Linked DNA regions of Sus scrofa: all the other regions are linked to region 3. The links are chromatin contacts, called in public Hi-C and HiChIP or PLAC-seq maps. All regions are on one chromosome and are shown on one strand. Each heading gives the region's core, a stretch centred on a gene start, on an enhancer-like site or on the middle of the called end of the contact. The rest is flanking DNA. Distances are from core to core; before and after follow the strand shown. Region 1 holds the start of PLOD3 (procollagen-lysine,2-oxoglutarate 5-dioxygenase 3). Region 2 holds the start of TRIM56 (E3 ubiquitin-protein ligase TRIM56). Region 3 holds the start of AP1S1 (AP-1 complex subunit sigma-1A).

Region 1 (4,728 bases), core at 245-2,744, 39 kb after region 3:
ACCAGGCTCACCGTGGGGTCCCAGGCATCCAGCCCTCCGTCACTCTTTGGCTGGACCCCACCTCCACCGCTTCTAGGGGTGTCTCTCTCCTTACCCGCACAGTGTAGTTGAAAAACTCTGCTGATCGCAGGAAACGCCGGTATCCCTCTGTCTCGGCCGTGGCCACGGTGATCACCAGCAGTTTATCTGTCACCAGCCAGGAATTGGCACTCTGGACCCACTTGCCCAGCTCAAGCACTCCGCACACTGCTGCCCTCCTTCCCCTTCCTGACTCTGTTCCTGTCCCTTACCTCTTTTTCCCCATTCCCTCCTAAACTCTTCCAAACCGAGGGAAACTTCACCCCAGTGAGAGCAGGATGGAATGACACCCAGAAATTCCCGGTCAGTTCGCGTGGGAAGGCTGGAAACCTCAGTTCAGAGTGAGGAGTGGGCGAGGGGCCATGTGATTCTGCCCTAGAGACCGCGCTGCGCGTGGGAGAGGCCGGCCTAGACCCTCTCCCTAGTCTCCGCTGGCAGACACGTCAGCCCAGAGTCACCTGGCCCTCCCGCGGTTCTCACCTGGGTTGACGGGGTCGCTACCCCGGGGGCGATCTGAGGCCGAGGCCGCAGGAGGAGGCGACAGCACCAGCAGCGGGAGCAGCAGGAGCCGGAGTCCCGGGCCCGAGGCCATGGCGTGGAGAGAGCCGAGGGGCACACAGGCCGGCAGGCAGCTCGGGCTGTGCGCCTGGATCCCAACTCCGGAGAGGGGCTCTGGGAAAAAGGACCGGGGCTGCTGTGCGGCCCGCTGCAAGGAGGAGCCGTGTTGGGGCTCCGCCCTGGAAAAAAGGCGTAGCCGAAGGTTACAGAAAACTCGAGATGCCGGCGCCCTAGACAAGGCGAGAATTGTCTCGGGGCGCTGGCGGAGCTGAACGAACGGAGGGGGCGACCGGCCCAGACGCGGTGGAAGGGTGGCGGCTGGGGCCCGCGATCCTAAGACGAAGACTTTTGGAGCCCGTTGGCCCCACAGCCCGCCTAACACTTGAGGAAACTGAAACGCGGAGAGGGGAAGTGACCCTTTGCGGGTCCGGCAGGACGCGGAGGCGGGTCTTTGCCACAGCCCTGACTAGAGCAGCCGGGCGGAAGACCGGGAGAGAGAGAGACGGTGGGGTCGCGCGGAGCGAGGAGAGCAGCTGGGAGGAAGAAGGCCCAGGAGTCTGCGGCCCCAGGGGAACTGGGGGTTGCGATTTTGGCAGAGGGTCACTGGGAACTCTGGGATCGCCCACTCGAGCCTGCCCATTTTCTTCGGTAGTCCAGCTCATCCTCTCTACTGCCCAGGGGAGAAGTTCCAGGGACAGACTTTGTATCTTCAGAAGGACCAAAAGAATATGACGTTTCTTGAAAGATCACTGGCACCACCTCTTTAAAATGATCCGTTTCGGGGGTCCAGCAAAATAACAGCTACAGAGGCCAGAAGTAGTTTTGCCCGTACAAAATATGGCGGAAAGCTTTCTCGTCTCCAAGGGAACAGCACGTAATGAGTCAGAGCGGTGGAATTGCTCTGCGCACGCGCAGGAGCACACGCCGCCGGAAGACTGGTACCCTTTAGCACGCAAGCGCAGAAGGCTCTTACGTCAGCTGTGTTGTGGCAATGGTGGAGAAGAAAACTTCGGGTAGGTGAGCCCCCAGCTGTTGGTCCCCTAGCCTCCTCTCAAAAACGAACCTGGTCTAGGATTTCCTCATTCAGTTATTAGTCTGAAATCCCTCCCTCGGCTCTCGGGCCCTGACTTTGGGGCAGCCCCCTAAACTATCCAGTCACGTTTTAGTCACACCTGCTGTAAGCCGCGCGTTGGGGATGGAGAAAGGAAAAAGATCCTTAACATTCCAAGGAACTGGCTTTCTAAGAGCAGGGCAGACACGCAGACCTGCCATTGTATTTCAAGGTGAAACATGCTCTGGTAGAGGGATGCAAAACGCCTGGGCACAGGGAGGAGTGGTATCCAACCCAGCTTCTGGGAAGGGGGGACCTGGAAGGCTTGGACAGAAAGAAAACGCTTGGACCGAGTCTTGAAAGTTACGGTTTCGCTCAGTGCGGGTGCGTGGGGACTCATTCTCCGCAGCGGGAACCGCACGTGCCAAGGTAGGAGACCATGTGAAAAGAAACGCTTAGAAAGCATAGCTCAGGGCGTAGGGCTTGCGGAGGAGAGAGGCTGTGGAAAGGCTAGGGAGGGTTACCCTTCAAAAGCATTATATACACTGCCGAAGAATTTAAACTCTGTGGAGAGGGCGGTGGACAGCCATCAAGGGCGTTGTTTTTTTTTTTTTTTTTTTTTTTTTTTTTTGTCTTTTTTGCCATTTCTTGGGCCGCTCCTGCAGCATATGGAGGTTCCCAGGCTAGGGGTCTAATCGGAGCTGTAGCTGCCAACCTACGCCAGAGCCACAGCAACGCAGGATCCGAGCCGCGTCTGTAACCTACACCACAGCTCACGGCAATGCCGGATGGTTAACCCACTGAGCAAGGGCAGGAATCGAACCCGCAACCTCATGGTTCCTAGTCGGATCCAGTAACCACTGCACCAGGACGGGAACTCCTCATCAAGGGCTTTTAACGCAGAGTGCGGTGACCAAAACAAATTTACCTCCTAGAAAGCAGTCTGGCTTCAACAAGGGAGGATGGACTGGAGGGCCTAGAGCAGCCCTGCCTGTAGAAGTTTCTGGGACGATGGGAATGTTCCTAACAGCACTGTTCAGTACGGCAGCCAATGGCCACATGTGGCTATTAAGCACCTGAAATGTGGCTAATAGGATTGAGGAACTGAATTTAAAATTTTATGTTATCTTGAGAGTTCCCCTGTGGCCTGGTGGGTTAAGGATCCAGCATGGTTGCTGTTGTGGCTTGGTTCACTGCTATGGTGGGCGTTCGATCCCTGGCCTGGGAACCTTCATGTGCTGTGGGCAGGGCCAAAAATTTTTTATGTGTGTAATCTTAGTTAATCTCCCTCTAAATTTAAATAACCTCATGTGATGGGTGGCTACTTTATTGTATAAGGCAGGTCTAGAGATTGGAAGGCCGGTTAGGAAGCTGTTGAGTAGTCTGGATAAAAAAAGATGAGGATCAGAACACTCTGCCTGATTGCCTGGTAATAAATCCAATCATGTCATCTTAAAACCCTTCACTGAATCTCCATCCCTGAACATAAAATCCCCAAATCCAAATTTCTTTAGATACTTAAAGACAAGATTTTTTTTTTTTGTCTTTTTAGGGCCACACCCACAGCATATGGAAGTTCCCAGGCTAGGGGTCGAATCAGAGCTGTAGTCACTGGCCTATGCCACAGCCATAGCAACACCAGATCCGAGCCAAGTCTGCGACCTACACCACAGCTCATGGCAACACCGGAACCTTAACTCACTGAGTGAAGCCAGGGATCGAACCTGCATCCTCATGGTTACCAGTCAGATTCATTTCCACTGAGCCACGATTGGAACTCCAAAGATAAGATTCTTAATGGTCTGCATGACTTCATATCCATGCCCACCCCACCCCCCCATCACAGTTTATATACCATCCATGTAGAACTTTTAAAAATGTATTGAAGGCACTGCAGTCTTTCCTCCAGGCCTTCTCTCATGCTGGTACCAAGGCCTAAGAAACCCAGCCATCTCCTCCAACCAGGCTAACTTTTGTGTATCAGTCAGGCCTCAACCTAGACTTACCTTCCTCTGGAAAATCTCCCTGACTATCGCAAGACCAGGGTAGGTGTTTTTGTCATGTGCTCCGTAGTACCTTGCACTTGCGTATCCTAGCGTGTACTGCGGTGCTGTATTGTGCTTGTTTGTTTGATCATTTATATTCCCCACCCGCCTGTAAGCTCTGGTCCTATTCCCAGGACCCAGGGCACCGCCTGGCACTTGGAAGAGAGGCAGTATAGTGCAGTGATCAAGAGGATGTTTTTTGATGCTGGGTGGTTCTGGGTTTGTTTTCTTACCCAGGTGCTTATTAGCTGTGTGAACCTTGGACACATTTCTTAACCTCTGAACTCCAGTAAAAAGAGGATGATAATGATAACTATCTCACAGGATTGTTGTAAGGGTGAAGGGATTCCACTTGTGCAAAAAGCTTAGTACAGGCATACTTCAGAGATATACTGTTTTGGTTCCAGACTATTGCAATAAAGCCAATGTTGCAATAAAGTGAGTCACACAAATTTTTTGGTTTTCTAGTGCATATTAAAGTTCAGAGGAGTTCCTGTTGGGCCTCAGCGGGTTATGAACCCAACTAGTATCCATAAGGATGCGTGTTCGATCTCTTGCCCCACCCAGTGGGTTAAGGATCCAGCATTGCCGTGAGCTGTGGTGTAGGTTGCAGACACGGCTTGGATCCCATGTTGCCATGTTGTGGTGTAGGCCGGCAGCTACAACTCCGATTCGACCCCTAACCTGGGAACTTCCATTTGGCATGGGTGCATCCCTAAAAAGCAAAAAAAAAAAAAAAAAAAATCAGTTTACACTATCATCAGTTAAGTGTGCAATGGCATTATATCTTTAAAAATGCCTGTACTTTAATTTAAAAAATTACATTATTGCTAAAAAATCCTGGCCATCATCCGAGTCTTCAGCAAGTTGTAACTTTTTGGTGGTGGAGAGTTTTGCATCGATGTGGATGGCTGCTGATGGTGATGGTTCCTGAAGAATAGGATGCCTGTGGCAACTTCCTTCTTCTTCTTCTTCTTCTTCTTTTTTTTTTTTTTT
Region 2 (4,405 bases), core at 992-3,491, 47 kb before region 3:
TGTCTTGGCTGACCGTCCAGTCTGTAGCACTTGACCGCAATGACCTCCTCCTCCTTCCGGAAATGCAGCATCCTCCAGCAGTGGCTCTAGGGACTTTTTTTTCTTTTTCTTTTTTTTTTTTTGTCTTTTGTCTTTTTGTTGTTGTTGTTATTGTTGCTATTTCTTGGGCCGCTCCCGCGGCATATGGAGGTTCCCAGGCTAGGGGTCCAATGGGAGCTGTAGCCACCGGCCCACGCCAGAGCCACAGCAACGCGGGATCCGAGCCGTGTCTGCAACCTACACCACAGCTCACGGCAACGCTGGATCGTTAACCCACTGAGCAAGGGCAGGGATCGAACCCGCAACCTCATGGTTCCTAGTCGGATTCGTTAACCACTGCGCCACGACGGGAACTCCTCTAGGGACTTTCTTTCGCATGGATTTCCACCTCCGTCTCTGGAAGCACCTCGCAGCCTCCTTCACGCCCCAGCCCCTCCCCCACTTGCCCTTAAATGTCATTGTTCCCCACGGTGCCATCTTGGCGCTGCTCTTCTCACTTTGGACACTGTAGGGTGAATTCATCAAAATCACACACACATTGGGAGTTCCTGTTGTGGCTCAGCAGGTAAAGCACACGACTAGTATTCATGAGGATACGGGTTCAACCCCTGGCTTCCCTCAGTGGGTTCAGGATCCAGTGGCATTGCCACAAGTTGCGGCATAGGTCACAGATGCGGCTCAGATCTGGCATTGCTGTGGCTGTGGTGTAGGCCGGCAGCTGCAGCTCCAATTGGACCCTTAGCCCAGCAACTTCCATCCTTAAAAGGAGAAAACAAACAAACAAAGAAACACCCCACAGATACATTGGCAAAGTATGGAAAAGTCCAGCTGAGTCCTTCCTCCTGACTTCCAGACCTGCGAAACCTGAAGGACAATCCTACCTTCCTTCAGGCACCTCCCTCCCCCGGGACCACTCACAAGACCCACAGCTTCTTTTGCCTCCAACAACCGCTCACAGCCACCATCCCCTCTGCTCCTAGTGCTGCTGTGTCAGCTCAGACCCCTCTGCTTCTCACCTGGCCCTATAGTCGGGCTCCCCTCTATGCTCAGGGCAGCTGCAAAGTTCTCACCGGTTCTGCTTCCTCCTGACATCTCTTCACTGGGTAAAAGGATGCATAGGAAGGCAGGTGATGAATCAAGTAAGAGGTTAACTGTAGAATCCAAAGGGTGGGTATAGGACTGTTCAGTGCAATTCTTTCAACTTCTCTGTGCTTCAAGTTTTTCATAAGATATTGAGGGAAACAGCCTGCAGTGGTTTCTTTTGGCTTTTTGGATAAAACTCAGACTCCTTCATGTAGAACATAAGGCCTGCTGTTTCCATTGTAGCTCCGCGGTAACGAACCTGACTAGCCTCCTTGAGGATGTGGGTTCGATCCCTGGCCTCGATCGGTGGGATAAGTATCCATCGTTGTCACGAGCTATGGGTAGGGTGCAGACATGCCTTGGATCCTGAGTTGCTGTGGCTGTGGCCGGCAGCTGCAACTCCTATTTGACCCCTAGCCTAGAAATTTCCATATGAAGTAGGTGTGGCTCTAAAAAGAAAGGAGAAAGAAAAAGAAAAAGGCCCTCTCTATGATCTGGCCGCTGCCTCCCCCTGTAACCTCATCTGCTACCACTCACATGTCCCCTTGCCACAAACCATTCTGAATTACTTGGAGCCCCCAGCAGAGTCAGGGAATTTCATTCCTCTGAGCTCACCGACTTGCTGTTCCCGATTCCTGGAATGCCCTTCCCTGCGTTTTTCTCCAGGGATCCCTGACCCGTCTATACTTTTCTGACTCACCCTCCCTCCAGGAAGCCTTTGCTGCCCCCTTATCTGGTTCCCACAGCCCCTTGCCTATCTCCGCAAAGATTTATGGTATCAAGGGCCTCACCCAGGACTGGATGTGCAGATATGCTGCCGCCCTGGAACCTGGCCTGACGACGGGGCTCTGGTTACCCTCGGTCTCTGAATCACCCGTGATCTCTAATCTCTTCCCTCAGAGGACGCATCGTCAGGCAACTCCCCTGCACTGGCGACAAACACACTTCAACAAACACACTTTGCAGGCTGAGCAAATCCTGAGGCTCCACTGACAGGCCGACCTCGGCAACTCCAGCCGCAAAGAGCGGACCTGGACCTGGAGGCTCGGCGGAGGAGCCGGCGGGCGGGGGCTGTGCCCTGCAGTGGGTGGAGGCCCCGAGGAAGAGGTCCCGGCCGGGGTAGGGAAGAAGGCGGGGCCTGCGGCGCTGCTGGTCGGTGTCCCGGGCCTGGGACGGAAGTTGCAGAAGTACAATTAGTTTCAGTTTTGTTTCTCTTGCAGGAGCCCAGCCACCGCAGCGTCGGACCTCGGGACCCCCAGTCCGGGTCCTGGAGCCCAGGGTCAGCTCAGGCTGGGTAAGGAGGGCGCTCGGGGGGCGGCTGAAGGGTCCGCTGAACTGGAGGCAGTGGGGGGAAGGGAGAGCGCGGGCGGGAGAGGAAGGGCGGCGGGAGAGGGACCCAGAAGGCGGGAGGAGAGGAGAGGCGGGCTGGAGCACCCCCGCCTTCCCCCGCTCCGGGCCTCCCCGGGACGGCGCCCTCCCACTCTCTGAGCTTCCTCTCGGCCCTTGCTCTCTGGAAGTTCGGGGGAATCCCCCAAGGGTCCTTATCGAGTATTTCACAGCCACTGTGCGCGGAGCTGGGGGCTTTCACAGACGAACCTCACGTGACTCGGTGACTCTGACCCTCCAGAAGCTTCTAGGAAAGCAGGAGGCCTCTTGCAGCAGGAAAGGCTGAAAGAAATGGGCTCGAGGAGATGGGGCAGAGGTTATGGTGACGTCTAGAGTTTGAGGAGCTGGAAGGATGCCTCTTCCCTTCAGGCGTCGCTCTGCCTGCTCCAGAATCCTTTTCTGGATGGTCAGGGCAGAAAGAGGGGTCCCCACTCCCCTCGATGCTGCTACCAGGCTCCAGGAGGCAGGTGTATGGGGTTGTGGGCATCGGAGCCCTTTGGAGTGCCCCATCTGCCAGGAGTCAAGGTGACCCTGCCCACCTGGACCCTCGGGCTGTGTCTTCTCTGCCCGCCGCCCCACCCAGCGTCCCACCCCCTGCAGGAGCACTAGGAACTATTCACCCGGGGCTCACACCCCACACGACACAAAGCCTGTCCACGGGAGCCCTGATCATTTCACCATCAGCTCCCTAAGTCCCTGCTTCTTGGTCTTGTCCTATCTCGCAGGGCCTGACACACCGCAGCGGCCTTTCCTTTTTCACATTTGCTGAATGTCTGCGGGAAGGAGGGAGGCGTCTCTTTAGCTCAGGAGACCAGAAGAAAATCCCCAGCCATTCAGGTGAGGCCTCCCCAGACCTGGCAGGGCTTGAGGATGGAGGAGAGGCGGGACGGCAGGCGGGAGGCCCCGTGGAGGCGACCTCCACCCTCTGACCTGACCCCTCGCTTGCAGGATGGTTTCCCAGGGCTCCTCACCCTCCCTGCTGGAGGCCCTGAGCAGCGACTTCCTGGCCTGTAAAATCTGCCTGGAGCAGCTACGGGTGCCCAAAACGTTGCCCTGTCTGCACACCTACTGCCAGGATTGCCTGGCCCAGCTGGCCAAGGGCGGCCACCTCCGATGCCCCGAGTGCCGCGAGTCCGTACCCGTGCCTCCCGCGGGCGTGGCTGCCTTCAAGACCAACTTCTTTGTCAACGGGCTCCTGGATTTGGTGAAGGCCCGGGCTGGTGGAGACCTGCGTGCAGGGAAGCCCGCCTGCGCACTGTGCCCCCTGATGGGAGGCGCCAGCACTGGGGGACCGGCCACAGCCCGGTGCCTGGACTGCGCCGACGACTTGTGCCAGGCCTGTGCCGACGGGCACCGCTGCACCCGGCAGACCCACAGCCACCGAGTGGTGGACCTGGTGGGCTACAGGGCAGGGTGGTACGACGAGGAGGCCCGGGAGCGCCAGGCGGCCCAGTGTCCCCAGCACCCGGGGGAGGCCCTGCGCTTCCTGTGCCAGCCCTGCTCCCAGCTGCTATGCCGTGAGTGCCGCCTGGACCCCCACCTGGACCACCCCTGCTTGCCCCTGGCCGAGGCGGTACGTGCCCGGAAGCCAGGCCTCGAGGAGCTGCTGGCCGGTGTGGACAACAACCTGGCTGAGCTGGAGGCCACACGGATGGCCGAAAAAGAAGCTTTGGCCCGGCTACGGGAACAGGCCACCAGGGTAGGGATGCAGGTGGAGGAGGCGGCCGAGAGGGTCCTCCGGGCCCTCCTGGCCCAGAAGCAGGAGGTGCTGGGGCAGCTACGGGGCCACGTGGAGGCTGCTGAGGAGGCTGCTCGGGAGAGGCTGGGGCAGCTGGAGGGCCGGGAGCAGGTGGCCAGGGAGGCGGTCGCCTTTGCCCGTAGGGTGCTCAGCCTAGGT
Region 3 (4,724 bases), core at 737-3,236:
TTCCAGGCTAGGGGTCCAATCAGAGCTGTAGCCATGCCAGAGCTGAGCCACATCTGTGACCTACCCCACAGCTCACGACAACACTGGGTCCTTAACCCACTGAGCGATAAGGCCAGGGATCAAACTTGTGTCCTCATGGATGCTAGTTGGGTTCGTCACCGCTGAGACATAACGGGAACTCCAACATTACTTTTTTTTGTTTTAATATTTTATTTTATTTATTTTTTCTTTTTTTGTCTTTTTGCCATTTCTTGGACCGCTGCCGTGGCATATGGAGGTTCCCAGGCCAGGGGTCGAATTGGAGCTGTAGCTGCCGGCCTACACCAGAGCCACCGCAACACGGGATCAGAGCCTTGTCTGTGACCTACACCACAGCTTGTGGCAACGCCGGATCCTTAACCCACTGGGCAAGGCCAGGGCTCGGACCCTCAACCTCATGGTTCCTAGTTGGATTCATTAACCACTGAGCCACGACGGGAACTCCAACCGTTACTTTTTTATATACAACCTTCTCCTCTCCCCCATGAGCACACTGTATTGTCTTGTCCTCTGCCCTTCTTACCCGATCCCATCCCTTCTTCTCACTCCATAACGATTTACCCTTTCTAACACTAACACCTTGCTTTATTGATATAATTCTTGACCTAAAAAATAACACCAAGAGAGTTCAGCCGACATCGTTGGCAAGACTATGATACAGGCAGAGGAGAAAGGGAAAAGAAAAAGAAAGGAAGAAAAAATAGTAGAAGGAAGAGGGTGGAAAAAGCAAATAGTCGTAATCCCTACCCAAATCAGGTGTTTACAGTGTGTCAGATATATACAGCCTGAAATCAGACTTGCAGGGTAGGTAATGCTATCTTCGTTTTTAAAATGAGGAAAGGAGGGTTAAATGATCCACTTGAGGAGTTCCCTGGTGGCCTAGAGGGTTAAGGATCTGGTGGCTTGGATCTCTGCTGTGGCGAGGGTTGGATTACCTGGCCTGGGCACATCTGCATGCTGTGAGAGCAGTACCCCCCCCCAAATGACCCACTTGAGACTATACATCAAATAAGAATCAGAGACCAGATTGCATCCCAGGTGAATTAGGCCCACCCTCTGGCAACTAAAGCATATTACCTCCATAACAAAGAGTAAAGGAAAAAGAATACAAAGTGGAGACAGGTAGGACCTTACCAACAACTGCTTCAAGTGCTGCTCATAAGTAATAGCACCATTAATTTCCAAGAATTATCTAGAAATATGCCATTTTTTCAGCAAGTTTGAGATTTTCTTACCTATTTATATGCAAACTCCTTTACACACACAAGCATACACACTCAAACATGCACATCCTCAGCCAAAAAGCTTGTATGACAATTCTCATCTTTACACTTGTGTCTGGGTTACAACTGACCCTTTCCTAGCTTTGATTTATGCTAACCTTTTAAAATTTTCTCGACTTCTTCCTCTTTTGCCTTAATTCATGCTCCCCCTCTTCCTTACATCAGTTTTCTATCAGCCCCTCCTTTTTCTTTTATTTCTGGTCTCTCTCATTACCTACAAATCTCTCTTACTTTGAGTGTTGCATCTAGCAGGTTCTCAGTAGATATCTATTTTGAGCTCCATACTTTTCTCAAGCTTGCCCCCCCCACCCTTTGTCTTCGCCTTTCTCATCATTCTTCCTTCCCCACAGACAGTTCCCACCTTGTTCCCTCTCAGTCGCCCACGCCCCTTCCATTAAACCACCCTACTTCCTCATGAACTCCAGCGGTCATCTCACCCATCTCTCACCCCTTTTCCCGCCTTTTCCCCCCAAGGTTCCAAAGCGCGAGGACCTCATTGTCCTCCTCCCCCGTCCTCCAACCAGCCCACAAGACAGCCTTGTTACCATGACGACAGAGCTAATCAAAGCTGAAGTCGAGGACCTGGTTGCCATGGCTTCCGCTTCTCCGCCCCCCAGCCCCGCCTGCGCGCCCTGCAGCGTTGGCGCCTGCGCAGTACGCATCGCATGGGTTCTCCGTGCCGGGGCGGACGGGGCGGGGCTTCAAGCGTGAGGGAGGGAAGGAGGCGAAGGGATCTGAAAGGGAGTGGAGCTGGCGCCTACGGTGGCTGAAGAGGGACGCGCAGGGCCGGAGGCTGCAGGATGGTAGGCTGTGCAAAGAGGGAGGGGAGGGGGAACCGAGGGGCGTGGGCTGCACCTGCGGGGGTCCTGGGGGGCCGCCCTCTGTGTGAGCCGTTTCCTTCCCTCCGGTCCTCAGAGGCCTTTACTTATCCGGACGGGTGGGCCAGCCGGCCTCGAAAGGAAGAGCAGCTGGAAATGGCTTAAGGGCAAAGGGGCGGGGAGGGGGCACATTTGTGGGGTGAGAGGGTGACTAGGGGGCGGCGGGACTGGCCCGGGCGAGCGGGAACGCGCGGGTCGCGAACCCAGTGGTCCCGAGCCCTGCCACAGGGAAGTCGCCTGAGGAAGAGCGGCACCGGGGCCTGTCGGAGGAGGAAGGCAGAGGGGGGTCTCGGGTCACCCAGACTGACTGTACCCGTGCAGCCCACAGAGAAGCGGCGGCCGCCGGCGGGGAGGGCCGTGTGTGTGGGAGGGGATAGTTTCCGGGTGTGACGAGGGGACGTCCTGCCGCGGTTTGCCGCCCTGCTCACCTAGAGGCTGGAGTGAGGTGGGAAAGCCAAGTGGTCTCGAGGTTTTGCTCTCGGGGACCCAGCTTTTGGCTCCTCGGCTCGCGTGCTCTGGCCTCTCCGCCCCCACCTCATCCTCTTTCCGGAACCCAGGCCTTCCGTCTTCCTGCTGCCCGGCCCACCCCCCATCTTAGCGGAGCACGGCTCCCTTCAGCCCCTCCGTGGCCCTCCCACCACGCTAGCAGTGCTACCCCTTCCCTGCCAGCAAAAAAAAAAAATCGGTTCTCTTGAATTCTGATCTTTAGCCTGCTAGTGTTGTTCCACATCCCCAGGATTCCGGCCCTGGGAATGTACACGGAGACAAGAGCTAGTGGGTGAGGGAGATGACTCCAGGTGTGACCCAGACCCCTGGAACTGGGAAGCTGCCGGCGGGGTTTGCGGGGTTTACGGGGTCGAGGGTTCTGCACTCTTCCCCACTCCACCCTCTTGCACTTGTTCCACAACATTCCCTAGGGGAGCCACTCTGAATGGCTGTGTCCAAACTGAGGAACTGGAAGGGAAATTGGTCACCTGGTATCTGGGGAGGTGTGGGCGTTGTAGCAGGTGGCACCCTGAAAGGAAGAAAAGAGGAATCTCAGAGGCCAAATGCCTGGGTGGCTGAGGAGAGAGGAGGGTGGAATCATGTGCTGACATGAAGGAGACCCTGGGGCATAGGCCTGGCACTGGCGGGCAGTGTGTTGGGGACATCAGCTAGGGTATCTGGCTGGGATGGGGTGTTGAACTGAGGTAGCTTCTCGAGGGATGAGATACCTGATTTCAGCTACAGGCTACTTGTCACTGTGCTAGCATTTTACCCACTTTTGGAAAACATGATTAGGAAACAGAAGATCAGGGAATAATAATAACACCTAAGGTGTTAACGTGCTCATTTCCTGCCGGGCACTGTGTCATTTATCAACTCTCTTCATCCCATTCAACAACTGTGTAAGGTAGGGACTTTTATTATTTTCACCTTACACACCAAGAAGCTGAAGCCCAGAGACATAAAGTAATTGCCCAAGGCAAAGTACTCAACTAGTGGAGCCAGGATTTGAACCCGAATAAGAGACTCAGAAGCTCTGACACCTGCTAGTGGAAGCACCTAGGCTTGACAGCAAGGGCTGACATGTTGGAGAAAGGAGCTGTGAGTAGAACCGTTAGTTGGGATGAGTTTGGGGCTGCGTAGTTATGGAGGAAACAAGCTCAGAGAACCAAATCTCTGACCTTCTGCTCTGACTCTCCCCCTCCACCCCCAGATGCGATTCATGCTGCTGTTCAGCCGGCAGGGAAAGCTGCGGCTGCAAAAATGGTACCTGGCCACATCAGACAAGGAGCGAAAGAAGATGGTTCGGGAGCTCATGCAGGTTGTTCTGGCTCGCAAGCCCAAGATGTGCAGCTTCCTCGAGTGGAGGGACCTCAAAGTCGTCTATAAGAGGTGACTTCCCACCTGCTCTCAGTCCCACCTGTTTCCTGCTTGATTGGGGTCTGGCTATGGGTTCACATGGCTGAGAAATAAGCAGTCCTTAGATCAGGGAGAGCTGAGAGCTAAGGACCTCTGGAGGCCAGTGGTGAACTCCAGCCACCTTGACTGAAATTCTGGTTCCCTTTTGGTTTTGTCCAACCTGACACCTATTTCATGCACCTCCCTCTGTCCTAAAGGTCCGGTCTTGTCTGTTGGGCACGTCCCTTGCAGCCTCCTAGATACTGTGCCACTTTCCCAACACACAGGCACAGGCACACACACCCTTTCCAGTTCCTTCTCAGAGCAGGTGGATTCGTTGGCTCAGGTTTTTGCTGAGTCAAACTGAACAGGTCAGAGGGCAAGAGGGGAAGAGCTTGCGTCTTTGCCTGCGTTTGTGAGAGGATCTGAGAGGCTGAGGGAATTGCTATGTGCATACCCTGGCCCCACCTCGCCAGTGTGCTATAGGGGCGCACACTGGGAATGAGGGAAAATGGGAGGTCTGGGTCCTGAAGCCAACCCAGCAGCCCTTCCAGCCATCCCTCATGTGCCCCTGTCCTCAGATACGCCAGCCTCTACTTCTGCTGTGCCATCGAGGGCCAAGACAATGAGCTCATCACAC

The links. A called contact is a pair of places that touch in the nucleus more often than the background predicts. HiChIP or PLAC-seq counts read pairs in DNA pulled down with a chosen protein or histone mark.
Region 1: an H3K27ac HiChIP or PLAC-seq map of alveolar macrophages shows a contact between it and region 3. The contact joins the promoter of PLOD3 here to the promoter of AP1S1 in region 3. A contact is called at or near these places in 3 of 47 Hi-C or Micro-C datasets (alveolar macrophages, heart right ventricle and liver) and 1 of 2 datasets of contacts at active chromatin or transcription factors (alveolar macrophages).
Region 2: a Hi-C map of skeletal muscle shows a contact between it and region 3, with 2.9 times the contacts expected there. The contact joins the promoter of TRIM56 here to the promoter of AP1S1 in region 3. A contact is called at or near these places in 2 of 5 promoter capture datasets (fetal liver and liver), 22 of 47 Hi-C or Micro-C datasets (alveolar macrophages, blood, brain and 12 more) and 2 of 2 datasets of contacts at active chromatin or transcription factors (alveolar macrophages and skeletal muscle).

What each region holds. Positions count from the first base shown.
Region 1 is chr3:8,918,031-8,922,758 of Sscrofa11.1, forward strand. PLOD3 (procollagen-lysine,2-oxoglutarate 5-dioxygenase 3) reads right to left here and starts at 1,495. Exons shown (of 19, transcript XM_021086261.1): 1 at 559-1,495; 2 at 95-186. The coding sequence starts at 670. It overlaps ZNHIT1 (zinc finger HIT domain-containing protein 1), which reads left to right and starts at 843. Exons shown (of 5, transcript XM_021086262.1): 1 at 843-1,649. The coding sequence starts at 1,628.
Region 2 is chr3:8,832,019-8,836,423 of Sscrofa11.1, forward strand. It overlaps TRIM56 (E3 ubiquitin-protein ligase TRIM56), which reads left to right and starts at 2,242. Exons shown (of 2, transcript XM_021086256.1): 1 at 2,242-2,416; 2 at 3,457-4,405. The coding sequence starts at 3,458.
Region 3 is chr3:8,879,007-8,883,730 of Sscrofa11.1, forward strand. It overlaps AP1S1 (AP-1 complex subunit sigma-1A), which reads left to right and starts at 1,987. Exons shown (of 5, transcript XM_021086258.1): 1 at 1,987-2,125; 2 at 3,900-4,078; 3 at 4,666-4,724. The coding sequence starts at 2,123. LOC110259888 (a long non-coding RNA gene) reads right to left here and starts at 2,758. Exons shown (of 4, transcript XR_002342304.1): 1 at 2,629-2,758.